Regions from separate parts of the Mus musculus genome. Here regions 1, 2, 3, 4, 6 and 7 are each linked to region 5. The links are chromatin contacts, called in public ChIA-PET and HiChIP or PLAC-seq maps. All regions are on one chromosome and are shown on one strand. The core of a region is the stretch at or near the end of the contact, and the rest is flanking DNA. Distances in the headings are between cores, read along the strand shown. Region 1 overlaps Smad3 (SMAD family member 3). Region 2 has its middle 8.3 kb from the start of Gm39359. Region 3 has its middle 54 kb from the start of Gm39359. Region 4 has its middle 64 kb from the start of Gm36033. Region 5 holds the start of Map2k5 (mitogen-activated protein kinase kinase 5). Region 6 has its middle 5.3 kb from the start of Gm35941. Region 7 holds the start of Smad3 (SMAD family member 3).

Region 1 (4,066 bases), core at 804-3,303, 340 kb after region 5:
CCCCTGAGAGACAATGGCTCCAGATCAGGTGGGTGACATTGAAGCCCTGGAGCAGTGCCACCAAGAAGCAAGATCAAACGCTCTGTGAAGTTTGCTTCACAGTTTGCTTCACACGTAGGCCACGGTCTGTCCTTCCTGCCCCTAGAAAGCAAGGGTCGGTGTTTCATGTGTGAGAAATGCTGGGTCCCAAGACACAGACCGGGAGGTTCCAGAGGCGCTCAGCAAACCCCAGCCCTGAAGGATTCGTTCACACATGCTGTGGGTTACACGTTCGTCTGGTCTGTGAGAAGGGAAGAGGGTGGGTGAAGCCCACACAGGAAGTGATTTCTGGTGTGACAATGACCATCGAGGAAACAAGATAACCAGATAGTGGGACTATAGTGATCCAGTATAAACCTGGCCACGTGTGCCAAATCCCTTGCCAAAGTCATCTGTTCTCTGCCACCTGCCATGACAGACGGGATTATGGGAAATGGGCTGGCAGGAGGGTACTGCCCACAGTGCATATGGATGCTTATAGAATATGCAGACGTGTGCCCCCTCCCGAGCCCCCGAAACAGAGGGTAACAGGGTCAGATGTTCTGAACTGGGACCCAAGCAAGGATGGCACAGAGCACGGCTTGAACCACTGAAGATGAATCAAAAGACAAGCCTTGGTTTGTTTGACCCATCAGTTGGTTTTCGACACTATTTACCTCAAAGCAATCCTCCTGCCTCAGCCTCTCAAGTGCTGGCTTTACAGTCATGAGCCACCATGCTTGACTTGCTTTTGGTCTTGTTTGAGACAGGGGTCTCACTCTGACCTGAAATCCATAATCCTCCTGCCTCAGCTTCTCAAGTGCTGGAATTATAAGTATGCCCCACCTCGCCCAACAGGATCCTTTCTTTGTAGAAGTCTAGCTTCTTCTATGATGAGGCATTCTGGCTAGCATGCCTCATCTCCCCAAGGGAGCTGCCACTCGGTGTACACACTGGCACCTACCCACTCCCATGAGAACAGGAAAGCCTGAACTCATTCATTCCCCAGCCTCTCCGAGGACAAGGAAGTGCCACTCACTGTGCTAGTGTAGCGTTTACAAAAGTTGAAAAATACCCACGCCGGCCCTGCCTGCCTGCCTGCCTGCCTGCCTGCCCTGGGTGACACTCTGGGCTGTTAGAGGCGGAGGAGGTATGGGGGTGAGCAGTCTGAAGTCTGATCTTATCTACTTTCCTGCCTTTGAACATTGCCACAACAAACCCAGCAGGCCAGGCTCTTTGAAAAGCAGGGCCTGTTACACACAGCTCAGCCCTGGCCCCCTTCCTTCCTCCAGGTCCCCTGGCTCCCTTCTGTACAATCTCCAATGGCCTGCAGGTCAACACCTTGGAAAAGGTAAAGCTACTCACTCCCTTAAATAAGACACATGGCCTCACTGATCAACCCACACTGAGTGCTTACTGAGGTCTAGAAACAAGCTAGACACAAAGAGAAAGGTACACAGTTGGCCCCCACATTGGCTACTAGAAGTGACAGAGTGCCAAGCTTCCCCGGGATTAACAGGAGATGGAAGTCATTATTGTTGGCTCAGTTCAGGCCCCTGTGTTCTGTTCAATAGATGCATAGAAAAACCATACAGGAGTAACGATCAGACATTGGACTGCTACACATGACAGGTCGAAGCTACCAGCATCTGAGATGAGAGGGCCGAGTGAGTAGCTGATGATGAGACAGAAGCCCAGACAGTGCTTGGAGTTCTGAGTTCCTATTTCTGGGCCAGTAGTGCCTAGTTCTCCACCTGTTCTAGGTTCCCTAAGGCAGGTCAGGTCACAGCTGGAACTCAATCATCCTTAACTCACATCTGCACAGGTCTCTGCTGCTTCCTTAAACTCTCTTCAACCCCATCCCTCACCACAGCACCTTGGACTTCCCCAAATGGTGGGAGGCAGGGGGAGGAGAGCAAGGCAGGCCCAAGACAGGGCTTCCGAACAGGGAACTCCAGCAGTCAGAACTGGGCGGATGAATGACACACGGGTAAGTTACCTTTGTGGAGAAGGGCCAAATTAATACATTCAAAAATATTTACTGAGCTCTGCGCCCTAGGCAGGAAGTGACTCAGCAGACATTCAGAGAAAGGAAAGGTGGTTAGAGAGAGAGCCGGGGGTAACCAAGGCAAGGGAGTGGAACCATTCTGGGAACAAAGGACAGAGAGAGAGAGAGAGAGAGAGAGAGAGAGAGAGAGAGAGAGAGAGAGAGAGAGAGAGAGAGAGAGAAGGGTGCGAGAGTCTGGGGCACACTCCGAGATACATGGCAGCCAATGGATGTGGCAGCAGGTGCATATAGCATACCCAAGAGGGACCAGGGTGAGCTCCAACTAGAAAGAGTGAAGACAGATCCAGATAGTGCTGGGCTCTGGAGACCTTTCAGTACCCAGCGAGGGGACCGGACCACATCCCAGTCCACATGAGCAGGATGAGTCCGGGTCCTACCTATCCACTGTGGTCTGCCCCTGCTAAGGCCATGGAGAAACTCAGGCTCGCACCTGTTTACCAGACTCTCACTCCGAAATTATCAGAATCCGTCCACATTCACCAGTCTGCACTAGCCCTGACCAGCACCCCAGGCAGACCCCAAATTCCTGCAGTGGAGGAAGGACCTGAATGTTCACACAAAACCCACTGGCTTCGAGAGGGTGGTTGGGCCAGCTCACTCTGAAAAGAGCCTCCTTTGGCATATTGCAAGTGGTTTTCACACATTTCTGGGCAAGGGCGTGGGACTGTGTGAACAACACGTTCCAAAAGGAAAAGCAGTGTGCAGTGGTCTCTTCTGACTCGCCCTACCTGTGACAGACTCCAGTGCATGCCCCCAGTGCACACACCTCAGCCCACCCCACCACGGCCTGACTAGCAAGGCAGGTCTAGAGGATCCTAAGGTCAATGCCACTCACTCACAACGCACTGACCTTCCAGGTGACCAGCAAGAATGCAATTAAATCTCAGGCCATTCCACATGAGCTCACCTTACCTCCATCTGGTCCGATAGAGCTAAGCAGGGTCGAGGCTGGTTAGTGTTTGGATGGGAGGATATGACTAATCCTTACAGGGAAGGGGCTGAGTCTTCACTAACTCTGCCTTCAACAAAACAGGTGCCTCGGACCCTGCGGTCAATGGCAGAACAGACCCCAGACATTCCAGGTCCAGTTTCCCAGGAGAACCCACTTCATCGTACAATCCCGCCTGCCCCTCAGTCCCGCCATCCCACAAACGCCTGCACAGGCAAGAAAGCCTGACAAGGCCATCGCCTCACACCCACTCCAGGGGACATGAAGGCTGGCATGCTAGTCATGCACAGGGTATGACAGCTAGGCTTGGACAGGAGAGGCTACTGCCCAAACGTCCCAGAGCTAATAAGACTCAGCACTTGTCATTCCTTGTCCCTGGGTCATACTTCAGTATACTTTCTCGGGATAGTGAAATTTCCAAGCTCCTGAAACCTTCTCTTACTTCTCCTAAAGATTAAATACACCTTTCACTCGGTGCCAGCTCAGCTTCCTCAGATGGCACCATCATAACTACGCTCACTGCCACTACCCGGGACAGCATACTAGAGAGCTGCTCCCGAGAGGACCGAGTCACACAGTCACATAGGGCTGGTTGAGCTTGAAGCCCTCTTCTGATACAGCAGTGTTTATAGAACTCACTGATGCCCATGTGATTCATGTCACCATAAACACAGACTCACCCACCCGGCGCTGGGTCCACATCAGTCTTAAAGCAGAACGAGCAGTGAACTGCGTCCTAGAAAGGCTTGTTTCCTGCCATGCCAAATGTTCACAGTGGAAAGGAAAAGAGCAGGGCTGAGGAAACTGTCCCATTGTTCAAGTGCTAACCGCACAAGCACAAGGACATGAGTTCAAGTCCCGGGACTCTCAGAAAAGGACTGGGTGTGGTAGCAAGCACTTAGATCCCAGGGCTGAGGAGGCAGAGACAAGAGGGTGCCTGGAGCTCACTAGGCAGCCAGCTGAGACAAATCACTACGTTCTAGTAACTGTCTCAAAAACACAAGCAGAGACCAACTGAAGGAGACACCTGA
Region 2 (4,207 bases), core at 399-2,898, 430 kb after region 5:
TGGTGGGGTGGGGGTTACAAGGGTGAAGGGCAAATATGAAAGGACTAGAAAATGAATGGGATTGGTGTGCACAATGTGAAATTCACAAAGAATCAATAATAAATATGAAAAAATGCAAAAAAAAAACCTGAAATTTGGCTTTTATTTTTATTTGTTTGTTTGTTAAGCTCCCTGAGAGCACGCTTCTGATTGGAAAACCTGTGGGATGTCCAGGGGATAGCCAGGTGCCAGGTTGAAAGGTCTAACTAACATTGCTCTGGGTCTGGGATGACCTCTGTACCGCATTAAAAGAAAATCATTGAACTGATGGGCAGGTGGAGTGATGCAGGCAGCAGAGGCAGGATGCTGGTGCCCGAGGGAAAGGCAGCCTCTCACTTTCAAAGGCCTATCAGCCATCATGACCGTCAGCAGACTGTAAGACGGGGAAGCCCCAGGAGATTTCCCCACAAAGCTTCCAGAGACAGCTTCTTGCCAAGGTTAACCTGACTTCCTCTGCTGTCACGCCCACCTTTATGCACCTCTCCTCCAGCCCTGGTTCTGCCCACTCTTGCCTGGCTAGGCTGGCACAGGAGGGTTAACAGTGAGTTGGGGGAGTCCAGGGATGCAAGGAAGGGAAAGCCCAGGATTCAAAGAGAAGGGAAGAGAGATGGAATGAGTACCCAAAGCCCTCTGGCTGCCAAACTGCCCATCCTCGCCAGCACCTAGCACAGAGGATCTGAGGCTTTTCTGGGCGTGGGGGGCATCCTTCCCCGCCCAGTGGCAAGTGCACTAGCCCTGGCTGTGCCCTGTGGGTTAGGGTGGGATGCTGAGCAGCTGTAACAAGCCAAGTGCTTCTCTGGTTTCCCTCATGCCTCCTTCGTCAGCTGCAGCACACACGTGATTATATCTTACTATATCCTACTCCGTGACAAACACGAGTACTTGTGTGCTTCAGCATTTAAAAACTATATTCTAGCTCAGCAGTTAAGAGCACTGGCTGCTCTTGCAGAAGGCTCAGTTCCCAGCAACTACCACCTGTATGACTCCAGGTCTAGGGGATATGTTGCCTTCTGGTTTCTAAAAGGACCAGGCTAACACATGGTGCGCTTACATACATGCAGACCCTCACATATACATAAAATAAAAATAAAGATTTTTAAATGGTAACTATTATTATATCAGCCAATAAAGGTATTTGCCCTCTCCCTAGCCCCACACACTAAGCATTTTCTAGTACTGCTCTCAAGAGAATCTACAATCTCCATGGCACAGATGAGGGCACCAAATGCCAGGGAGTTCCCCATGGCTAGTTCAAGTCACCTGCTGATATGCAGTAGCTGGACCAGATTCAGGAACCTAGCCAACTTTTTAAAAAGCCTACCTCCAGGGTCAATGAACTTCCCTAGGCTTTCCTCAGGAGCAGTTGGACTCTTTGCTGAAGGGGTCACGCCCACAGTGCGTCATTAAAGGAAGAACTGGAAGAGGGACTACCCAGGGCCTGAAACCTTGCACCTCCGCCCTCAGCTGACCCACTGCAGGTTTCTCCAGCTTGAATGCGGCTGGGAATTCCTCTGTCTCACCACCAAGGCCCCCAGAACAAAAGCTCCCACTGCAGGAACTTCCTGCTCAACCTCTAAGGAGCCGGCTCCAATTTCAACCAAACTGCTGGTGACGTCATCTGGTTTAGGCCGGTGTGAGGGGTGGCTCCACTGCCAGAGCCTCTGAGACACAAGACGTCCCTGTGAATAGTGGGGAAAGTGCCAAGGTCATGCCTGGCTTAAAGCATTTCCCATCTCTGCCTTCATCCAGCTCCCAAATACTTAGTCATGGAGACATCATAAACACGCCTGCATCCATTTGCCAATGGGAAAACTGAGTCCAGAGAAGCAACATCAGGGGGCTTCTGGGTAATTAGGAAGCTAGATTCAGGGACAAAGGACGAGATTTCTGTTCTTGGTCTTTCCTCTCATTCACGTTTGTGTGTATGCATTCGTGTGTAAATGTGTACATGTGTGTACATGTGTATGTGCACATATGCATATGTACACTGACTAGAGAACATCCTCAGGTACTGTTCCTCGGCTGCCATCCACCTTGTTCTGAGACTGGCCTGACTCTCACTGGCCTGACTCTCACTGATTGGCTAGGCTGGCTGGCCACCGCAATCCAGGATCCTCCTGCTTCTGTCACCCCAGCGCTGCCATGCCCAGTTCTTCTTCTGTTTTTACCCTGTCTTCTGGGATCTGGCTCAGGTCCTCAGGCTTGCACCCCAAGCTCTTTACCAGCTGAGCCATCTCCCCAAGCCCTTCTTCTCATTCTTATGTCATGAAGCACACAGGGAAAGACAGGGCCTCTGTCAGAGGCAAGTGGCAGGGAGACCAATTACAAGGACTCCCTTTCCCAGCCCACCCACTCTGTCCCCAGTGACATGCTGAAGGCACAGCAAGAGAATGGTCTGTCATCCAGTCAGCAGAGCAGGTACCAACCACATGGACTAGGTCCAGTCAAAGCACCTTGCCTCTCAACTAATATGTTTATGTCAACCCAGCAAGAGGAGACCATGGCTCAGGCAAGGAAGGAAAGAACTAAGAAAATGTATACATGCTCACAAGACATGAGGAAGACAGACAGACAGACAGATAGATGTTATTATTGCTGCCCCTCCCTCCATGCACATTTTCATCAATATCAGTTATGAACACAGCACATGGGCACAGGGCTCTAACCCATGTCTTCCAGTCCATGTGGTGTTCCTTTTATGTCACATGCATTCTATGAGGCTGAGTTGTGAACACCAGGAGTCACAGTCTGTCTGTCTGTCTGTTACCTGTCTGTCTGCCCACTCCCCTTTCTCTGAGACAAGGTCTGTGTGTGTCTCTCTGTGTCTCTGTCTCTTGATCTCTGTCTTTCTCTCATTCTCTAAGACAAGGGCCTCACTATGTAGCCCTGGCTGTCCTAGAATTAATTAGGCAGCCCAGGCTGGTCTTAAACTCAGTGATCCACCTGCCTCTGCCTCCTAAGTGCTGGGATCAAAGGCGTGCACCACCATGGCTGGGACTAGCCTCTTCTTAGGCACCTTCCTCATTCAGGTGGGCAAATCTCTGAGGCCCTGTTTGTGCTGAATAATTCTGCTGCTTAGCTTGGAACATGTGACCAAGCTGGACCAATCAGATTCTTGCTAGTCTTCCCATCAGAACCAGGTCTGGAAGGAGAGATGCAGGGAGAGAGAGAGGAATGCTTCCTCTAGGCTAAGAGTGAGAGAGGCAAGTGGGACTCCAGTCCAGGCTCCAGGCCAGGGCTGGCTGCTTGCTCTGCAGGGGCTCCCAGACTCGCCCACTTCTTTACATTGCATTCTGGTTTTACTCAAGCGCAGGAAAGTTAGTTTCTGTCACTTACACTGGAGTATTGCTAAGGAGGACAGGAAATTGCATGATGCCAGAGATAGGTCTTCTTCATCTTTCTCCAGGTCCTGGCACACAAATATAGTTCAGTAAGTCTTTCTTGATTTAATGCCAAGTGAGTTTGGGGGTGTTTATTGATTTAAACCCAAGTCTTACAATAATGACTGGAATTTGCACCAGGTCTACCAGCCTGGCTTTGAAAAATGGCTGTTATTACTATTATTATTATTATTATTATTATTATTATTATTATTATTATATTAAAATCATAAAACAAAACAAGTTGGGGACTGCTTGTCTATGGTGCACAAAGTTCTAGGTTCAATTCCCAGTGCTGCATAAACCCAGCTTGGTGGCACACATCTGTAAGCTCAACACTTGAAAGACAAGATGATCAGAAGTTCAGGGTCAGTTTAGTCCACAGCCAATCTTAACTCAAACAAAATAAAACAAAATCAAATCACAGGTGGCCAGAGTTGGAGTGAATCTGAAAGATGTTTTGGCTCCAGTTTCTTGTTTTATGGATGAGAGACTGGCGGCCAAGGAAGGGAGATAGCAGAAGTCCTCAATTTTCACACAACACCCCCTCCATCCCAAGCTGATACACACGTGACACTGCTGTGCTGGTGCATCATGCCAGAACATGGCATAGCACTGATGGCTAGTGTGGGTCCCCCTTTCTGCACCTCTTCCCTCCAGAACCCCACCCCTCAGTTTCCATTACCAATAAGCACAAGGGCACACTGATCCTCGCCAGGTCCTGGGTCCCTTCTCAGACAGCGCCTATGCTGTCCACCTGCTAACTGCTGCGAGTCCCCACCCTGCAT
Region 3 (3,748 bases), core at 1,024-3,523, 470 kb after region 5:
CACCAGCCCCTGAGACATGAAGTCACACATCAGAGTCACAATGGAAGGAAGCTGTCCTATCACCACCGTGGCTGGATCCGATGCGATGTGACCTTAGAGCCAGTGAGAGCCAATGAGCAGAAGGCAGCTTCGAGAGCGCTGGGCTCCTTGTTGCACAGATTCTCCAATCGAGTGGCCATGTGACTGAACGTAAAGTCATGAAAAATGGGGCAACAGTACGATGTTTCTGAACACACGGTGCCCACAATTGAAGTATAAACCAAAAGTGTGCAGAACTTGAGGTGTTTCTGGAAGCACTCACCCATGCCATGTGCTATGACTTTCCTGAACCCTTGGTGGCCACCCTTCTGCTACTTTGCACTACATAGTTATTGAAGTGACATTTCACTCACCTCCAACGTTTATAAAATCAAAATATCCATCGGCTCTGAAAGCATTGAAGACGCCATGTTCTACGGTGTCCGGAGGCCAGCAAGAGTCCATCCTTTCTGTAAATGCAAGCAAACACATCCACCCCATTGCCCTAAACTTCAGTTTTAATAAATGGGAAGGTTATGTTTGCTAGGAACTCTTTTAAAATAAACTTCTCTGTAATTTATGATCAATAAATGTTTTAACTAACATGCCTCTTTCATATGCTCAGGGTCACATACATTTCTCAAGCAAAAAAAGGATTCTCAAGAGGAAAAGGTTTGAGCAGTATTGACTTAGCATATGCTTCATCTATATGAACTGGCTTCATTCGAAGATCTGGACTCACAAGCACAGAGAGGTTCAGGAATACGCCTGAAGCCACACAGCATCCCAACTCAGGTCTCCCTTCCTCCCTTTACGCTTTAGCTTATTCCCAAGTGTGCTCCACTGCTGCCCGTTGCTGTCCTCAAAGGCCTAGTAGACTAAACACTAGGGAAGCTTTTAGCGGAGCAGTTATCCTCCCGCTAGTCTATCAGACGTCATCTTAATCCATTTTGTGAATCGGTGACCACGAGGCTAGGCAGACACAGGTCCTTCGAACCCTTTTATCTTGAACCACTGCCTCAGGGGTGTGTTGAGCTGCACGTAGGATAACTGCCTCTCCCAGGAGAAGGCTGGCGTGGTGACTCAGACATGCAGGAACACAGGCGCCTTCTAGCACCTGCTCTGCCACACTGAGCAGGTAACTTCCATGGTCATGTTTGCAAAAACAGCTGCAGTCCTTACATCCCAGGCAGAAGAAAAGGAAAGGGAAGAGCAAAGTGACTGGAACCCAGAAGCCCTGGCAGCATCTCACAAAGACTAGACTTCAGCTGACCTCTCACTGGGCGGAAATACGTCACATGACTAGCCGCAGCGGACCTTGGGAGGTTGAGTGTTCGAAAATATACCGTCCTGGGTGGGAGTGGAGCTTTCTGAGTAAGGAAGCAAAGAATACTGGACAACGTAGACATCCTTTCCTAACTCAGGGGGTCTGAAGTGAGGCTCGGAGCTTGGAGATGACTCAGGGGTAAGAGAGCTGGCTGCTCTTCTGGACGACCAGGAATGCCATTCCCAGCACCCAAGCGGTGACACACAGCCATCTGCGATTCCAGTTCAAGGGGATCTTTCGCCCTCTTCTGGCGTCTGTGTGTACTGCATGCATGAGGTGCACAGACAAGCAAGCAAAAACACACACACTCACACACTCTCACACACACTCACACATACATTCACACACTCACATACACACTCACACACTCTCTCTCTCTCACACACACATATATGTATAAAAGTATATATATATATGTATGTATTTTAAAGGTCCATTTATTTTTAATAACTATATCATCTTCCTTTTATTTCTCTACCAAGTCAAAGCCCCCTCACTCTTCAGGGACACAAAGGAGCCCGACTCGGCTATGCTCCAGGTTCCTACAGCCACCTCCTCCGGACACAGCTCCTCTGTAGTGAGGACCACAGATAGCCAGCTCCTTTGCTGCGTCACCTGTTGCTAGGAAGGGAAGGGCATAACTCATTTGCATATACATGTTGCCACCAGGACAAGACTCAGCCCCAAACCCAATTAACTGCCCAAGAGCACAGCGCAGACAGAAGGGTGTAGAACCCCTCACTTGGTGATACCAACATAGCCAGTAGAACACAAAGGGCATTTTTAACTCAGTCCCTGGGCACTGTGGTGGAGGCAGGGCTGAGGACAGGATGATCCAGTCTAAACGTCACTGGTATATGGGGCCAGCTGCCTGTCCCTTCCATCAGCCTTATGCCTGACTTCCTCCATTCAACTTCAAACTGCGGTAGATGAGGCAATATCTCTCTATGGTGAGGGAACAAACCTCTCTCATGGAGCCCCACCCTCTTGATCTAACCTCTTTCTCACACTGTCACACTGAAAGGACAGATTTCAACACACAAGAGTGAGGCCACCAATCCATTACCATTCACTTCTGTCCACCCCCCAGATCTGTGTCTCAATCTAGAAGGGAGACACATGCCATGTCTACACCTACCCTCAGCTCAACCCCAGGATAGGGACAGGCTCTGCATGGCCCAGCTTAGGTCAGAAGCACCTGGTCTAACCACGTGTGTCCTCCACAGAGAGAGAGGTCGGACCCTGAGTAGGACAGCAACAAAGGCCATTCAACGGACGCCCCACAATGACACGCCTATTCCCCTTAGGGTGCTGTCCTGTATCAGACATGACCATTCCACCTTTCTGTCTTTTTGGTGCTGGACTGACCCCAGGATCTTTTTTTTTTTTTTTTTTTTTTTTTTGGTTTTTTGAAACAGGGTTTCTCTGTATAGTCCTGGCTGTCCTGGAACTCACTTTGTAGACCAGGCTGGCCTCAAACCCAGAAATCCACCTGCCTCTGCCTCCCAAGTGCTGGGATTAAAGGCGTGTGCCACCACCACCCGGCTGACCCCAGGATCCTGTGTGTGCCTAGCAGGGTCCCCACCACTGCCCCATGCCAGCTCAGCCAGCAATGTTGCAGACAGAGGCTCACTAGAAGGTAGCTGGGCTCAGTCACCATGCTTTGGCTGTGGCTGCTGTCACCCTGCCACGAGATGCAATCAGACAAGCAGGCTGGGAAGCCAGGTCCCTCATGAAAGTGCCTGCCTGCTCTCACAAGCACGAGGGCCAATGTTCAGGTCCATGTAAGAGGCTGGGCACAGTGGCACGTGCCTGTGGTCCCAGTGCTGCCATGAGACAGGAGGCAAAGATAAGCAGAGTCCCTGGAGACTGGCTGGCCTGGTATTGGAGCGATACCAGGTCAGTGGGAGACCCTGTCTCAAACAAAAGATAAATGGCACAGGAGAAAGGACACCTGAGGTGTCCTCTGATCTCCTCATGTGTACACGCTGACCCACACATGCTCCCATACACATATGCACACACATATGCATGCACACACACACATGCATGCACTTGCGCACACACACACCAAGCCTGCAGAATTGTGGCAAGACCATATATCCTTTGAAGCCAGCTACTTTTTATCTGACCCTTTAGAGATGGAATTTGGCTGATGGCCTTTTTAGAAGTGGTGTCTTTCTGGGAGAGAGGAAGGGAATGCTGCTTATTGTAGGGCACTGGGTGAATGAATGAATGATTAATTAATTAATTAATTAATTAATGAAATGAACAAACGCAGCTCCAAAAAAAAAAAAAAGAGGCTGTTGGCTGCCAGTCTTGGGAGGTTGAGTGGCCGACGCCACGGGCCCGCGCTCTCCCTCCCTGCACCCAGCCTGCTTCAGATCTTAATTGAGCACCAGG
Region 4 (3,756 bases), core at 341-2,840, 500 kb after region 5:
TGTGAGTCCCAGGGGATTGAACTCAGGTCTTCAGGCTTGGCAGCAAGCACCCTCATCTGCTGAACCATCTTGTAAGCCCTCTTTTTTTTTTTTTTTTAATTAAGGTTTTACTAAAAAGTTCAGGTTGCCTTGAACTCACAATCCCCCTACTTCCACCTTTTGAGTGCGGGGGTTTTGCATGTTTAGGACACCTTGCTAGCTGCCGTTACATCTTAAGTAATGACATCATGGGCTTCATCAAGGCCAGGTTGAATGAAGCCCTTATGGGGTTTCACCTCTTCTTATGGGAACCCATGCCAGTCTCTTCAGGAGAGCATTTCCACTTTTTAAAAAAAAAGATGTATTTACTTATTTTATGTATATGAGTACACTGTAGCTGTCTTCAGACATATCAGAAGAGGGCGTCAGATCCCATTACAGATGGTTGAGAGCCACCATGTGGTTGCTGGGAATTGAACTCAGAACCTCTGGAAGAGCAGTCAGTGCTCTTAACTGCTGAGCCATCTCTCTAGCCCTCATTTCCACTTCATTACCTATGGCCACCCACCCTGTCTGATCTGCTCAAGGCTACAAGGTCCCAGAACAGCCTTCGGCTAGCTGAGCAGGGGGAGTGGAGCATCTGTGGGTAAATGGCCTCTGCTCACCTAGGCTGGGAGAAACAGAGATGAGAGTGAGAAGGCAAAATGGGAACTGTGATCCAAGCCTGTGCAGTGCACAGAGTGCCGCCCTCCAGACCAATGGAGCTTGGAACATCCCAGCAGGCCGTGCATTTCTAGGCAAATCCAAACCCCATGCCATTCTTCTGGGAATGGTCACCTCACTCAGGAGACTGAGAATGTACTGGGAAAAGGCTCAGAAAGACTCCGTGGCTGGCGGAGGAGTCCTGTGGAGAGCTTTGACAATGGCTTAACAATGGTTGGAGCCATAGACTGGGGGCTAGTGCTTCACTATGCTCTGGAAAGAATCCTTCTTTTGTATTGATTTTTGTGTACATGATGGTATTTGTTTTTGAAACAGAGAAAGAGAGACAGACAGAAGTGTGTGTGTGTGTGTGTGTGTGTGTGTGTGTGTGTGAAAGAGAGAGAGAGAGGGGGGGGGGGAGATTGAGAGAGAGAGAAATTGATTCACGTAGCTCAAGTTGCCCTCAAATTCACTATGTAACTGAGGTTGTCCTCCAAATCCCAATCCTCCTGCCTCAGGCTTAAGAGTGCTGGCAGGTGTGTGCCACTTTGCTCAGCTCAGAAAGCATTCTGGAAGGACACCTAGTCCTCCCGAGCCTGCAACCTATGGTATCTGCAGCCTCTGGCCACACCCTTTGTCTTGTGAGTGCTTCCGGCGAACTGGCTTTTCAGGATGGGCCCAGGAGGTGGGAAAAATATTCATAGAGGACAGCCTGAGGAAGAGGCCTAGGCGTCTCAGGGACAGGCCCAGGGAAGAACCAGTCTGGAGGTTTTAACTGCCATATAGAAAAGGACTCTATTATAACAGTATTCAAAATGGTTTCCCTCACCCAAGGCCTCCTGCCGGGTCACAGAGAGCCTCTGTGGAATTTGGAAGGTGGTGCCTTCTTGGGGAAGACCCAGACCACAGGACCTCAGAGTGCTGAATCACAGACAGACCAGGCACCAGCCCGCATAGAGCCCTCGGCCAACACGCCTGTGCAGTGAACAACCTATACCGCCATAGTTAGTGGCTCTGCAGTATAGTCAAAGTTCCCAGACACAGTTTAGTTCTTTTGTGAGAAGATCCAGGCCTAGGGTGCCCTCTAAACATTTAGATCACCCACAGAGCTAAGCCAAGACTCCCCCCAGAGTTGAAGGAAGCTGTGTTCTAACACAAAAAAGTATCGGGAACTCAGCTTTGCGGCCACGCCCACCTCTCCCTCTCCCTCCCAGAGGGGGCGAGAACACAGACCAGGCAGGGGAGAGGACCCCGGAGCTTCCGTTGGCAAGCGATGCCAAGCCTTCCCGCTTCATACAGCTCTTTATTTGCTTGTTTGTTTGTTTATTTGAGGGGTGTTTTGTTTTGTTTTGAACGAGAGAAAGAAAGCCCATGAACTTGGTTGGGTAGGGAGGTGGAGAGGATCTGGGAAGAATTGAAACATGATCAAAATATATTGTATAATTTGAAAAAAAAATAAGTTTAAATTAAAGGGGGGGGGGCGGGGAGGGAGGAAGGCTTTCTAAAGAAGTGGAACCTTCCAGTGGCAGATGGCGGATAAGTACGAATGGTAAATAGTTTTAATTACTGCATAATGTAAGTGAGACCGTAAAGGAGAGACAGTGCGGGCAAGCTGCCGCCGCTGAGGCCCCGAAACTGTTGTGGGGCCCAATTTGTCTGGCATGTGCTGTTCTCAGTCTTGGGAGGGCTTTAAAGAGAACGCCGGAAATATTAATTGCCCGCCTCGCTGGCCCATCCATCTTCACAACCGAGTAACACGCTTTTTTAATTTCAGGGGAATCGTTTTCAAATGGGAATCATGCAAATGAGTATTTTAGCTATTCATTTGTTTTACTGCGAGCGCTTTGTGAGCAAATGGCCTACAGCTTGCAATGAATTAAAAGACATGGGCACCGGAGACCGATTTTTAATACAAAGTCTTGACTGGGAGACGACCCCGACCAGCGGCACAGAAAATGTTGGCATAGCAACTTTGGGCATTTTCATGCAAATTGGCTTCTATATAGATGATACGAATGCAATGTTTTCCTTCAACTAATCATCATAAAATTAGTTTCACTATATTTAAATGCCTCCACTTAATGCATTATATCCATATGCATGAAATTGCCTCCGCTAATGTAGTACATAAAATGCCAGAGATACAATGAATAGCCAAATTGCACGCGGCTATGTTATCTCCCATTAAAGTAGCTCCCCTCCCCCACCTTCCTTTTCTTTTTCCTTCCTTTTTTTTTTCCTGTGAGTGTGGGTGTTCTTGAATGTGTGGGTGCCAAAGGCATGTATCACAAATTGCTATTAACACACTCAAAGTCCTCTATAGTTAAGTAACAGATTGCACCGCAGACTTAACAGAAGCCAATGGGGGAGGGGCGGTCCTGGGCGTGGCCACCTAGGCTGTCTGACCTTCCATGGAAGAGTCTAGAATCCCAAGAGACCACAGAGCAAAGAGTTCCCAAGGCACTATGGTAAAGATGGTTTTAATCTAACACCCCCACCCGCTGCCAGGCTTTGAATGGGGAAGCCTGGGAAGGGTGTGCCTGCAGATCCGGGATCCCGTCAGAAATGATGAAGAATGGCGTCATTGCTGATGAGAATGGTCTCCAAAGTCTACCTCATGGCTTTGGGAGAGGGATATGATCGAAGCCAGTAACTGAGAAAGGCTGTGGAGGAAGGAAAGAACCCCTGGGGGGGGGGGTCCTGAAGTCTAGCCCCCGTGCCTGATGATGCGGTACAGATACTGTGCATTAGGACACAAGAATTCGGCAGAATGGTCGCTGGCCTTGTGGACCCTGAAGCTAAGGAACACATCCCAGGTCACAGGAGTATGCCTTCTAGTTCCCAAGATGCACAGCTCGGCCCCTGCAGGTTGAGTGAAGGAACAGCAGGGACAGATTCCTTTTAACTGGGGTAGGAGATGGCTACATGTGTCTGCACCTCCTCCGTGTGTGTGTGTGTGTGTGTGTGTGTGTGTGTGTGTGTGTGTGTGTGTATGCGCATGCGCACGTGTGCCCGTGTGCCTGTGAGCATGCATATGTGGTCTTCATCCATGCCTGACATCCCTCTCTATGGCTC
Region 5 (3,769 bases), core at 1,144-3,643:
ATGCTCAAGAAGATGTGGCAAGAGAGGACATAGGTGCCAGGATAATCAAGATGAGCCTGAGGACAGCAAGGAGGACTGTGGGGCCTTATGAGGAAAGGAGACTAGCACTGTGCATATTGTGAAGAGCACCAGCTGCAGAGAAGGGATGCCATTCGGGGTCAAAGACTGGAGGCTGCTAGCTCACCTAAGGTGCCACATGCTTGGCTTAGACCCAAGCATGGCCTTGGTGGTACGAGCATCTAGCTTTCAAAATGAAATTATAGATACCACCATTTCATTTTTTATCAACCCAAGGCAGTAAATGACACCACTCAGTGTTCTCTTATAGTCCCTGTAAGTCAGACGGCACATCTGCCTGTTAAAACATTCTTCCCCGTACACCAAATTCTCCTGCTGAGTTACTGTGGACATACATATATGTCACCCTGTTAATGTCAACTGACTAGAAAGATGCACGTGGACTGAAGTATATGGGGACACTACAGGAAACAAAAGTAAATTTGGGGGCCAGGGAGATGGCTCAGCTGGCAAAGTGTTTCCTATGCAAACATGAGGGCCTGAGACTAATCTCTAGACCCATGTTAAAAAATAAAAATAAAAAATAAACAAAAACAAACAAATAAACAAAAAACCTAGGAAGTGGGTGCTTGACAGGTGGCCCAGGCTTGGTGGCATGAGTGCTTGTAATCTTAACATTGGGAATGCTGAAACAGGCGAATGCCCAGGGCTTGCTGGCCAGCCAACCCTATCCCAAAACAACAAGGTGGATGGCACCTGAGCACATCTGAGGCTGATCTCTGATCTCCACATGCACGCACACACATCTGCACACACATATACTCATATACTAAGTAAGGAAGCTATAGTTTTGGCACTGACTCTCAACCTCAGGAGCAAGTCCTCGGAAGGTCCTTTTACTCTCTATTCAGGACAAACACACACATACATAATGTTTTATAGTATATATTATATATGGACTCAAGGGCCAGCCTACATTAACCTTCATAATTTTGTGTGAAATATATTCTAAGCATCCCAAGGCAATGCACTGTTGATTCTAAGATGTAAATTTTCCCTGAACACTCAACATCTCTGAAATTGAGCTGTGTTTGTCACGGAATGATGTGCTGTAGTTCTAACAGGCAGCATCCTTTCCATATTGATAGTTAAGTCTAGGTCTCCCATTCAGTGGCATCTAAGGTTTGCTTAACCATTGTAAACTAAGATTGCCCTGGTGTCCCTTTCCCAGCAGGTCACAAGTTCAGGAAACTCAGCAGTGACAGGGCTAGAATGAGGGCAGGAATCCTTTCCAAATACTTGAGAAAAATATAAGAAACAGTTTTAAAACTCTTTACATCCCAGTTGTCTGCACTGGTGTGTAAGTCACAGTCCAGACTGTGAGCTTCCTGAGGGCAGGGGTTCAGTCGGATACATCAATTTCCCAGGGCGCTGCACATTTACCAGTTTTCAGTGAGTGCAATTAACCGAGACTGTGGTTAAAACAGGTAAGTTGACCCCACCAGAGGCCAGCTCAGGCCACCAATGGTCAAGATGCTGCCTATCCAGATCCATAATCCCCAACGCTGGGATTTGGCCACTAAAGTCACCACTCACCAGAACATCCCTGAAGAGTAACTGCGGCCCGGAGTGCACGGTCCAGTCCACCGCGCCACTATTTGGAATCTTGATCCGAATCACCAGCACCTGGTTCTCCATGGCACAGAAGGGGCCAAGGGCCAGCCACAGCATTACAGGTTAAAGGGTCTCACATCCTGGGGCGAGGGGTACCGACCTGCCCCTACTTAGGAGGAGCCCCAAGAAGTGACAAGGGGAACGATAGACAGAAGGCAGGCGATAAATAGGGAGCAAGAAGATGGGGAGAAGTGAAGAGGAGCGATCAGGAGGGAGCTTGCAGGCCCAAAACCAGGCCCAGGTCGTGTGGAGTGTCCCTAGGAGAGGATGCACTGTTGGGGGACCGGCCAAGAGGAATTAGTAGAGAGCGGAAGGTCCTGGAGTTACAAAAGTGGACAAAACAGAACCCACAAGCATTCTGTAGTCCTTGTGAGTAAGAGGAGACAGCGGAGCAACGGCCTGGTTTAAGGCAGGTACAGTGGCCAGGGTCCTGCCGTCCTGAGTGTCTCGGTGGGCAAGGGGACGGTGGCCGGGCGCCGCGGGCTGGGTCGGGGCTGTTTCGGAGGTGCACCGGTGGCGCCTGCCCTCCAACCAGGCAGGGGGGCCCAGGGCCGCGGGGTCAAGGGGCGGGTCCCGGACCGCAGCCGGAACCGGAGGGCGCGGCGCGTGCAGGATCGTCCGACTGAGGCCCGCGTCCCGGCAGCGGAGGTGGCGGCGAGAGGAGGAGGAAGGCGGCCGTTAGACCGCTGTTACTCCGGAACCAAAACGCGATGGCGCCGGAACCCGGGGAGCCGACATGTGGGACCCGCCTCCTGGGGCGCCATGTTGGAAGAGGGCAGCTGGGGCGGAGCAGGGATCTCGTGCTAGGACTGGCTGACTTCCATCTCTTCAGGTAGTGGTAAAGGAGCCTAGAAAACCCAGGAAGACACGGATCTACGGCTGGGGGCTGTCCGTAAAACAATTTAAGGTTTGATCATGCAGAAAAGGCGGTGAAGGACAAGACGGCAGCACCAGCTTGTCAAGTTATATACCTTTTACTATCCGCGGGTTTGTTACATTAAATCGGCAAGAGCCAGGCAAGACCTTTTTATTAAAAAAAGAAAAAAAAAAAAAAAAGCATGTTTTTATGCCCCTTCTTCCAATTAACAGTTCCAAAATACCACTATTTTTTCTCCCACGTTAGCAAAGTGTGCATGAATTTTTCAGTGAGGTCCTTTACCCTAACCAGTGACCTACAGTACCAAGCAATCTCCTACTCAAAAGCAACAGTAAAGAAACTCAATGGAGAGCGCTTAACTGCCTGGGGACAGCTGTATTTCTGGCATCATAATATCTTATTCAACCGTTGCAAAAATATCCCGTCTGTTCCATATATTTTCAGCTAAATTGCAGTGTTTATGCAGTCAGTGATAGCAGGGCAGTAGCCGTAAACCTTGGTTATTTTTAAATGCCTTGTTACCTCACATTTTAAAGTGCATAATCCTGTTGATCTATGTGTCTATACAAAAGAATTGCTTACAAATGGCAACGTGTAGGTAGGCCCTTTATTTGTAATTAAATTATGCTATTATCTCTACCTTTTGGGGCTGATTATGCATAAACATAGTGCGTGGGGTGGTGGGACCAGTGTCCACTTTCCCCGGAATAAACAGATATGTGATTAATGTAAGAGGAGGAACAATTAAATGTTGATCATTTTCAATGTAATACCAAAATTTGTGGCATAATTTCCTCTACTTGGGCTTTTTTCCTGTTGCATTTGAAAGGCCATTGTAGGAGATAAATGACCATCTTTTAGTTATTATTCCTTAATAGCTTAGGTAGGAATTCACGTAGACCGATTCTCCAGGTACTGTTGGAACTACCCCTTTGTAACTGCTCTTCAGTGCTAAAGAAAAATTCACTATTTTGCCATGTACTTCTTAATCTAAACTTTATTTCTATTATTAAGGAAAATTAACTACAAAACTAGAGATTTTCTATTAACCTATGATTTGTTAAAACGTCTTTTTAAAAATTCATAGTACCATAGGGAAAACCAACACCATTTGCCAAATTTGCATGTATATTCTGAAGCACTTTTTTAAATATATGAATGGCAGTCTCTCAGCTTCCCAAATATCTAAAGAGCAAATAT
Region 6 (4,020 bases), core at 385-2,884, 410 kb after region 5:
TTGATTCCCAATTTGAAAAACCTAGGATGTCATGTTGAAAAGGTACCTAGAGCTACTAGGGAGCCATTAAGTGTTGAGAGTCATCTTGGGGGAACTCAGTTCAGGTGATTGCCTATTTACCCCCAAGAGATGGTAATAATGCTCTTGCTAAGTATTAACTTGAAGAGTTGGTTATCATGTCCATTTGTGCAACTGGTTCCTCGGTTGGTATTAATGGAAAGAAAGTAAGGGGTTAAGCTTTTAAAGGTATTCCAGAATCTATGTCTGCTTGTATGTATAGGGGTGTGTGTGTGTAGGGGTGTGTGTGTGTGTGTGTGTGTGTGTGTGTGTGTAGGGGTGTGTGTGTGTGCTCCTGCATGTGTACATCCATGCATGTAAAGGCCAGAGATCAATGTCAGATGTCTTCCTGAATGTCAGGTGTCTTACCTTATCTTTTTGAGAGAGGGTCACTTACTGGCCTCACCAATTCAGTTAGACTAGCTGGCCAGGGATCCTCCTGCCTCCTCCCCACCAGTGCTGGAATTATGGATGTGTGTCTCCTGCCCACTTTTCCCTGGTGCCAGGGATCTGAACTCATATCTTCATACTTGTGGGGCAAACCCTTTACTTGACTGAGTCGTCTTTCCAACCCTACCTCATACTGTTAAGTCTATTCTCTTTAGAACAGATGAGGCTGGACTCTGCCCACAGGAATCAGGAGGCCCAGCAGCAGCCCAAGCCTGGCACAAACCATGGACCCAGTGTGGCACTCACTTGAGCCACTGGTTAAAATTCTCCTAATCATTCATGATAAATCTGGATCTCGTGTTGTTTTTATAGCCCAGCTATCGACCTTTTGCTTCAGGCCAAACTTCTGCCTGCCTGGATGCCTGTTTCCATCCCCACCCCAGTACACACACTCAAGAGCACACACACACACAGACACACACACACACACAGACACACACACACAGTCACACACACACACACACACACACACACACATCTCAGAGGGGAGACAATGTAGAAGGTGCCTGTCTTTGTGTTTCCAGGTTCTTTCAGATGTTCCCCTTCTGAAGGCCAGACATTGGAAATGTATTTTTCCACCAATATGGTATGAAGCAGAAAGCCGTGGACACAGGAGACATGAGTTAATGAAACTGTCGGGCAATGGGGGCTCCATTAATAAGGCTCCATTTGTTTCTGTCCTCTTGGAGCAGCTGGTTATTAAAAAGTGTCTGAGCTGCTTTTCCTGCCTCCTGATGGTGATGAAACTGGGCCCGGCTGAAGAGGCTACAGAGGCGCAGCCTGGTCATCAATAACCGCTGGTCAGGATGGAGAAGACATGGCCCAGGCCCTGATGAGCACGTAGTTATGGGTCCTTCTCCTGCTTCACCAGCCAAATGCAAGGAGCTGGCCAGAGTCAGGGCACATTTTCCTTGTCATATCTATATCTAAGTTCCACCAGGAAAAGGTGGATGTCTTCTGGCACATTGAAGAGGTTTTGTTTTAATTGGCAACACCCAGGGGAGGCCACAGGGGTTGGAGCACCCCCGGGGTCAGATTGTGTATCACTAGCAATAAGCTCCATAGTGTGAGCAGGAAGAGTTTAGAGTTTCTCTAACTCGGCTGTGTGGCTCAGGGCAGATAGGGTTGGCGCTCTTGGCTTTGTTATCTATCTTTACAGGAAGGGGCGGCCTGTGGTCTGCAGGTCATGAAACTGAAACACAGCAATCACAACGGGGCTCTCCTGTTCCACTGTGGAGCCAAGAAATGGGGAGGAGTGAGTTCCCTGGGGGGGGCATCCCCTACATCTTCAATGGCCAGGATGCATTTAGAGGAGATCTGAGACTGGACACTGGGAAGTGTTGGGAGTAAGGGACAACCTGGTCTCTCAGTCTCTCCCCAGACACTTTCCCATTTTCCTTCAGTCTTTGAACTCAGAGGGAGCATCTTGCCATGTTCTCCCCTTCCCACACTCCACATTACCATCTAGCTTCCTTGTTCCTGTGACACTTGCCCCCAGGCCCTCAGGATAAAATGCCTCAACACACCAGAGCTGAGATAGACCCTGGTCTGTTGTCCTGGGAGACAAACATGAGTTCTGCTCTCTCATAGTTCTCAGCCCCATGGGTCCAGCTGTGTGTCCCTGAGAAAGCTAATTAACGTTCCTGAACTCAGTTTCCCGTGAACCTGAGAGGCACCAGCTGCATCCCAGGGAGCTCTAGCTGAGTGGAGCACGCCCCTCCCAGGCACCTCCCTTCCACATCCAAAGCCTGCCGATAGAGAGGCTCACACAACACCACTCAAATACAGCTAAAGTTGTGTTCTTTTCTGGATGTTATTGTTAAGATCTCTGAACACCTGCTCTCAGCACACCCTACCTTCAGGAGAGGGGCCTCTCTCAAATCTCCTCTGGCTCCCACAGAGTTTGCATAACACTCCCCAGCCTCTGCCCTTGAAGTTCTGTTCCCATGAGGGGGTTGGGAGAACCACAACTCCTCAAACTTGCAGGGAAATTTCTAGCAAGTCGAATATGTCAGAGGACAGGGTTGTTGTTGAGTCCCTGAAACTGAACCTTGAGGTGAATTTGACAATTGTGTGGGAATCCCTGCTGTGCTTTCAGTTGCAGGACAATGGGGGCCATTTGCAAGTTTGAATGTGGAAGAAAATGTCTGGTTCAAAACACACACACACACTGGTGCACACACACATGTGTGTGCCCACACGTGCTTTCACATACACATGAGCACATATAGACATACACATAGGGAAGCAGGCACACACACATACACCACATGTGGACACACATACATGTACCACACGCATACACACACACACACACACACACACACACACACACACACACACGCATGCATTCATGCATGCACACACAGAGGAATACATAACAAAGCACCTTAATACATAATACATAATAAGCAACCTTAACTCCATGCACACTCAGCCTTTCTATTAGGGACCATGAGAAATAAGAAAACACAGGCCCTGTTTGTAGGATCATAAACTGCTGGTTGTAAGGGAAGGAATCCGAGAAGGTAAGTAACCTGATTAAGTTCACACATCCATTGTGTGAAAGGCATCAAAGGGACTAAAATCCTGGTGACCCAACTGCAGAATTCCCCAGCTCCAAATGACAGGACTAAGAAAAAAAAGTTCTCTGCCTGTCTGAAACTCTAGGACACAGAGGGGAAGCCACTCCCACCAAAAGGTCAGAGGGCCCCAAGGGGCAGATGGTTTTAATAATGGCCGTTTGGGCCACCAGATCCTGTGACTGAAGCCAAAGAGACCTCAGAGTCAGGGGCTCTTCAAGGACATGGTCCCAGACTCACAGTGGTCACAGAAGTCATGAATGAGGGGCATCCCAGGTACACATGGAGAATATGCTGTGCAGACCAAGTATCCAAGGGGTGCTGAGACCCAGAAAGGCAGGCAGAGCAAGTGGGACAGTGAGAGTGGCCAGCACACGCACTCTCTCTCTCTCTCTCTCTCTCTCTCTCTCTCTCTCTCTCTCTCTCTCTCTCTCTCACACACACACACACACACACACACACACACACACTGGAGACAGGGCTGAAGCCACTGTCACCCCCCCACAGGCTCCCCTAGGAAAAGAGCCTCTGCTAGCTCTCTTGCTCACTATAGCACAAATTTCTCCAGGGAGCCCATCTGCCTCGTGGAGGCGGCTGGCTGGCCTGACTTCATCTTGTTCCCCTTTCCTTCTTCCCTGGGCCAGAGTTCCAGATCCATGATCCTTGGCTCCACTTGGATTTTTCCCAGGACAGGAACCCAGGGAGGTTGTGCAGCCTGCATAGCACCCTACCCAGCTCCCACCCAGAGACAGTGAGTTCCAGAGCCTTGAGGGGAAGGCCCCACCCCTTCATAAATAGCCATTTCGACTCCCTCCATGCCCTATGGCCCACTCAGTTAAAACCAAACACTCCACAGTGAGGGCAGGAAGCTTCACTTCTGTCTTCCTGCCCTCTCCTGCCCTGGCCCCTCTCCCACCTATTATAAGACTGA
Region 7 (3,746 bases), core at 524-3,023, 380 kb after region 5:
TTTCTTTAAGTGTCATTCCCACCATATGTGGTGTGTGCTTCTAGGGAAGGCCGACCCTGGGTTCCTGTGGACAGATGTTGTTTTGTGTCTTACTATCAGGGCTGGCAGCCCATACACAGCTGCCTTGAGCAGGTGGCCAAGGATGGAAGCTACCCCTGCCTAGACAGGTGATGACCTCTACTATCGTAGGCCTTCTTTCCATCCCTCTGCAGGCAGAACGCCCCCGCCCCCCCCCAAACATCCCCACCTGCCCCTCATCTGGAATCAGTCTTTAAAGGTGTTTGAGAAGAAACAAAACCAGAAGACTAAAGTGCTCTCACCGCATTGCCCAGACGCGGGTATGCTCTAGAAGGCCTTGGGAGTGAAGTCACTGACCCCTTCCATCAGCCATCTGTGAGCTCCCGCCGGACTCCTCTAGCCCGATGGGAAGGATAAAGGAGGTCAGGACAGATGGCAAAGCGCTTTGGGAAAATAGGCTCTACAGGAATGCAGGGCCGATGGGAGGCCAGCCCTGGGGTGTTTTGTTATCTGCCTGGAGCTGCCTGCTCCATTCTAGGCACCCGCATACTCTGGATTAAAAAGATCGCAAATCAGCAGGGGTGGGGTGGAAAGAGGGAAAGCCCCTACTTTCTGCCACTTGTTTCTCCCGCTTCAAAGTCGGTGCTCTGCTCTCCAACTAAGTGCGTGCGTGCATGCGTGCACAGGGGGCGGGAGGCTGGCACAACCAAATCTAAAAATACTCAGTAAAAATGCTAATCCCAAAGCAAAGAAAGAGCGAAGAAGGAATCTGTCAATCAACGGGCTCCCGCTCCTCACCCACAGCTGTACCGACTGCATTCCTGTAGACGAGGAAAAGAAGTGGGGGAACAGAGCTGAAGAAAAGAAAGGGACACACGCCACCACCTCCACGAGCGCGGGGCGGGAGGCGGCGGAGGAGGAGGGGCTCGGCCGGCAGAGCCGAACAAAGCGGGGCCTCCACTTGGAGCCCGAAGCCCCGAGAGTTGGGGGGCCAAGCTCAGAAACACCCCTGCTGCCCGGAAGCAGCTGGCGACCCTTGAGGTCTAGAAGCCAAAATGCTGCACGGAAGCCAGGTCTCTGAGGCTAGGCAAATCCGAAGGTTTTGTTTGGGGTCCCTCCACCCACTCCCCGTCCCCTACAGGCGCGCGCACACACGCGCACACGCCCTCCCTCTCCACCCGGGCCGCGCTAGGGGGCTGGGCCAGTGCGCCCCCAGCCGCTCTGGGACCCCACCTGGGGATGGTAATGCACTTGGTGTTCACGTTCTGCGTGGTGATGGCCTTCTCCAGCTCGTCCAACTGCCCCGTCTTCTTGAGCTTCTTCACCAAGCTCTTGACCGCCTTCTCGCACCACTTCTCCTCCTGCCCGTTCTGCTCGCCCTTCTTCCAACCCAGCAGGCGCTTCACGATCGGGGGGGTGAAGGGCAGGATGGACGACATGGCTGGCACCGAAGGGTCACCGGCGCCCCCGGCGGGGCTGGGCGCACTGGGGACGCCGGGGGCGCTCAGAGGCAGCTCGGCCCGCGCCTCGCCCGAACTTCGCTTTTAACTCTGGAGAACTTGCCCGGGCGTCCGGGCCAGGACTGCGGCGCTGCAGCTGCGGGGATCGGGAGCACGGCGGCGCCCGAGCTGCTCCACGCGGACCGACGGACTGACGGGCAGGCCCCGGACGCGCGGGGCGGAGGCGGCGGCCGCGAGACTCCAAGTGGCAGTAGAAAGTTTGGGTTTCCGCACGGGGTAGCTGTTTGGGTGCCGCCTCCGGGAAGGAAAGTCCAACCCCCAGCCAAACTTTGCTGGCCTGGATGGCTTTGGTGCGCAGATCCCTCCGCCTCTGCAGCGCTGCTCCTCCTCCTCCTCCTCCTCTGCGATCGCCGCCTTGCAGGGCCAGCCAGGGCCGAGCAGCCGCGCTACCCGCTCCTCTCCCGCCCGCTCCCAAGTCTACGTTTCACGCAGCTCCGCGTGCAGCCTCCTTCCCAGCGCAGTCGCCGCCCCCTCGCTGCCGGGGCTCCCCGCTCCTCCCCCGCGCCCTGCTCCGGGGAGGACCCGCGGCCTTCCCCGCCCAGCGCCGCCAAGCGCGCCCACGTGGGCCACCGGGTAGGGCGGCCGCCAGCTCTGCCAAGTGCCGAGGGACCGGACTCCTGGGGACTCGCCGCCCCACAGACTCTCAGATACCGTTGCAGGAACTAGAGAGGATTAGACTCACAGGGAACAGGCACTGTCCGTCAAGGGCTGGCTGCACTCCGGAGAGGACTCGGGCGCGGTGAGGGGTTCAGAAAAGCTCCGGGCCCAGGAAGTTGGGGCACGCTGATCTCGCTCAGTGGCCAGAGCTGCTTTAGGTGGTTTTTTGTTTTGTTTTTGTTTTCCTGCTGGGTGAGATCAGAACGGCCGACTGCCTGAGACTGCGGAGGAGGGAGTTGGAAAAGGGGAGAGGGAGACTTAAAAGGAGTTAAGAGACCTCAGTGACAACTTGAACAATAGCTGGAGCCAGGGGTCCCTTGGGCCCAGTGAACCAAGCTTTTTGCAGAAAACGGGCCTCAAAGACATCTGTTGCGTTCCTGAAGGAATGAATGGGGGTGCTTTAGGATTTTTCTTTGGAGGAGGGGAGAGAATTAACATTTCAGGGTGTTACTGAAGTTCCGAAATTCGACACCAAACAAGTAAGAGAGCTTTTGTTTACAAAGCAATGAACTCGCACACACAAAGAGCAAGCCGGAGAGGACTCGAGAAGTTTATTCAAAGTTAGCCTAGGTGGGAAGCCAAGAGAACCTGACTTTGAGTAGCCCTAGGGGCTTTACTGCAGACTAGACGAATTCAGGGCTGGTTGCCCACGGTCCCTCCACGGATTTGGGGCGTTACATTAGACCCTCTGCTCCTTTATCCTGTTTCAGCCTCCCTATCAGGCTAGCCCAGATGCTTAGAGTGTGCTTGGTTTTGCGCACGCGCGAACACACACACACCTATTTCTCTCCCGTGGTGAGAAACAAGTTATTTGCAAACCAAGATCCGGTGCGCTTTACGAAGCCCTATGAAGTGTGGCTCGTCCCACAGAGTCAGCCCTGAAGCTTCAGGGGCCCCCTGCTCTGTCCTCGAGGCTGCCCCACCACCAACCGCCAGCGGCAGCTTGTCAGGGGTTGTGGTTTCCCTCCTTCCACCTCCCTGGTAAGTCCTGAAAGGAAGACCCCTGAGGCTCAGTAGACCTCAGCAAGCCGGTTCCTGCAAACCAGTTAGATGGTGGCTGCAGCCTCCCTTCCACTTGCTGCTAGAGACTATAAGGAAGGAGGTCCTTTTTGTTTTGTTTCAAGACAGGGTTTCTCTGTGTAGCTCTGACTGTCCTAAAACTCGCTCTATAGACCAGAGCAAAGCTGGCCTCGAACAGAGATCTGCCTGCCTGTGCCTTACTTGGCATTAAAGGTGGGCAGTCTTCACTGCTGTGTTCAAACAGATACCAATCACTGCCGTTAAAAGCCTGAGAGGCACAGCACCAAGGGTCAGAGCCAGGATTTAAACCCAGGTTTTTGTTTGGTTTTGGTTCTTGCTACTGGCCCTAGAACTGTAAAGCTAGGACACAATGTGCAAAACAAGAGCTTTTCTCACAGGTGCACCATTATCTCCAGGAATGGTCTCAGGCCCTTTCCTCGCCACCTCCTAGGCTGCTGGGACTTTGCAGAAGTCCTAAGCAAGACAAAAAGTGGAGGCCAGTGTTGATTCATGAAGAAGGGTAGCCAGGAG

What was found. ChIA-PET counts read pairs in DNA pulled down with a chosen protein or histone mark. HiChIP or PLAC-seq counts read pairs in DNA pulled down with a chosen protein or histone mark.
Region 1: an H3K27ac HiChIP or PLAC-seq map of microglia shows a contact between it and region 5, with 6 times the contacts expected there. The contact joins the enhancer-like site here to the promoter of Map2k5 in region 5. A contact is called at or near these places in 2 of 484 Hi-C or Micro-C datasets (the HL-1 cell line and Th1 cells), 3 of 115 datasets of contacts at active chromatin or transcription factors (memory CD8 T cells, microglia and neural tube) and 1 of 9 other capture datasets (embryonic stem cells).
Region 2: a contact with region 5 is called in an H3K27ac HiChIP or PLAC-seq map of embryonic stem cells, with 4 times the contacts expected there. The contact joins the enhancer-like site here to the promoter of Map2k5 in region 5. A contact is called at or near these places in 1 of 484 Hi-C or Micro-C datasets (embryonic stem cells) and 12 of 115 datasets of contacts at active chromatin or transcription factors (bone marrow-derived macrophages, embryonic hindbrain, embryonic stem cells and 5 more).
Region 3: an H3K27ac HiChIP or PLAC-seq map of acute myeloid leukemia shows a contact between it and region 5, with 5 times the contacts expected there. The contact joins the enhancer-like site here to the promoter of Map2k5 in region 5. A contact is called at or near these places in 2 of 39 promoter capture datasets (the C10 cell line and hippocampal neurons), 3 of 15 datasets of contacts at CTCF or cohesin (the NIH/3T3 cell line, embryonic stem cells and large pre-B cells), 5 of 484 Hi-C or Micro-C datasets (cerebral cortex, embryonic stem cells, pre-megakaryocyte-erythroid progenitors and 2 more), 29 of 115 datasets of contacts at active chromatin or transcription factors (the 230-238 cell line, the NIH/3T3 cell line, the SCID.adh cell line and 16 more) and 2 of 9 other capture datasets (adipose tissue and embryonic stem cells).
Region 4: an H3K27ac HiChIP or PLAC-seq map of embryonic stem cells shows a contact between it and region 5, with 3 times the contacts expected there. The contact joins the enhancer-like site here to the promoter of Map2k5 in region 5. A contact is called at or near these places in 1 of 15 datasets of contacts at CTCF or cohesin (the NIH/3T3 cell line), 11 of 115 datasets of contacts at active chromatin or transcription factors (acute myeloid leukemia, bone marrow-derived macrophages, embryonic hindbrain and 7 more) and 2 of 9 other capture datasets (embryonic tail and embryonic trunk).
Region 6: an RNA polymerase II ChIA-PET map of memory CD8 T cells shows a contact between it and region 5, with 5 read pairs. The contact joins the enhancer-like site here to the promoter of Map2k5 in region 5. A contact is called at or near these places in 10 of 115 datasets of contacts at active chromatin or transcription factors (bone marrow-derived macrophages, embryonic hindbrain, embryonic stem cells and 4 more).
Region 7: a contact with region 5 is called in an H3K4me3 HiChIP or PLAC-seq map of embryonic stem cells, with 16 read pairs. The contact joins the promoter of Smad3 here to the promoter of Map2k5 in region 5. A contact is called at or near these places in 4 of 39 promoter capture datasets (the 3T3-L1 cell line, hippocampal neurons and liver), 6 of 484 Hi-C or Micro-C datasets (CD4 T cells, CD8 T cells, embryonic stem cells and 2 more), 8 of 115 datasets of contacts at active chromatin or transcription factors (the SCID.adh cell line, bone marrow-derived macrophages, effector CD8 T cells and 4 more) and 2 of 9 other capture datasets (adipose tissue and liver).

The regions. Positions count from the first base shown.
Region 1 is chr9:63,719,823-63,723,888 of GRCm38.p6, forward strand. The region is part of intron 1 of Smad3 (SMAD family member 3); the gene reads right to left. Among named protein-coding and RNA genes, the nearest start is that of Gm51710, 9.8 kb to the right of the region's middle. Within about 2 kb of position 2,054, at least 151 of the 459 cell types and tissues checked have an H3K27ac peak or open chromatin away from gene starts, as enhancers often do. A contact at or near this core is called in the HL-1 cell line, Th1 cells, memory CD8 T cells and 1 more, where this site is marked.
Region 2 is chr9:63,801,848-63,806,054 of GRCm38.p6, forward strand. No RefSeq gene overlaps it. Among named protein-coding and RNA genes, the nearest start is that of Gm39359, 8.3 kb to the left of the region's middle. Within about 2 kb of position 1,649, at least 120 of the 459 cell types and tissues checked have an H3K27ac peak or open chromatin away from gene starts, as enhancers often do. A contact at or near this core is called in embryonic stem cells and epiblast stem cells, where this site is marked.
Region 3 is chr9:63,848,183-63,851,930 of GRCm38.p6, forward strand. No RefSeq gene overlaps it. Among named protein-coding and RNA genes, the nearest start is that of Gm39359, 54 kb to the left of the region's middle. Within about 2 kb of position 2,274, at least 32 of the 459 cell types and tissues checked have an H3K27ac peak or open chromatin away from gene starts, as enhancers often do. A contact at or near this core is called in the SCID.adh cell line and acute myeloid leukemia, where this site is marked.
Region 4 is chr9:63,878,356-63,882,111 of GRCm38.p6, forward strand. No RefSeq gene overlaps it. Among named protein-coding and RNA genes, the nearest start is that of Gm36033, 64 kb to the right of the region's middle. Within about 2 kb of position 1,591, at least 36 of the 459 cell types and tissues checked have an H3K27ac peak or open chromatin away from gene starts, as enhancers often do. A contact at or near this core is called in embryonic stem cells and trophoblast stem cells, where this site is marked.
Region 5 is chr9:63,375,509-63,379,277 of GRCm38.p6, forward strand. It overlaps Map2k5 (mitogen-activated protein kinase kinase 5), which reads right to left and starts at 2,394. Exons shown (of 22, transcript NM_011840.3): 1 at 1,615-2,394. The coding sequence starts at 1,749.
Region 6 is chr9:63,784,062-63,788,081 of GRCm38.p6, forward strand. No RefSeq gene overlaps it. Among named protein-coding and RNA genes, the nearest start is that of Gm35941, 5.3 kb to the left of the region's middle. Within about 2 kb of position 1,635, at least 30 of the 459 cell types and tissues checked have an H3K27ac peak or open chromatin away from gene starts, as enhancers often do. A contact at or near this core is called in memory CD8 T cells, where this site is marked.
Region 7 is chr9:63,756,221-63,759,966 of GRCm38.p6, forward strand. Smad3 (SMAD family member 3) reads right to left here and starts at 1,774. Exons shown (of 9, transcript NM_016769.4): 1 at 1,252-1,774. The coding sequence starts at 1,457.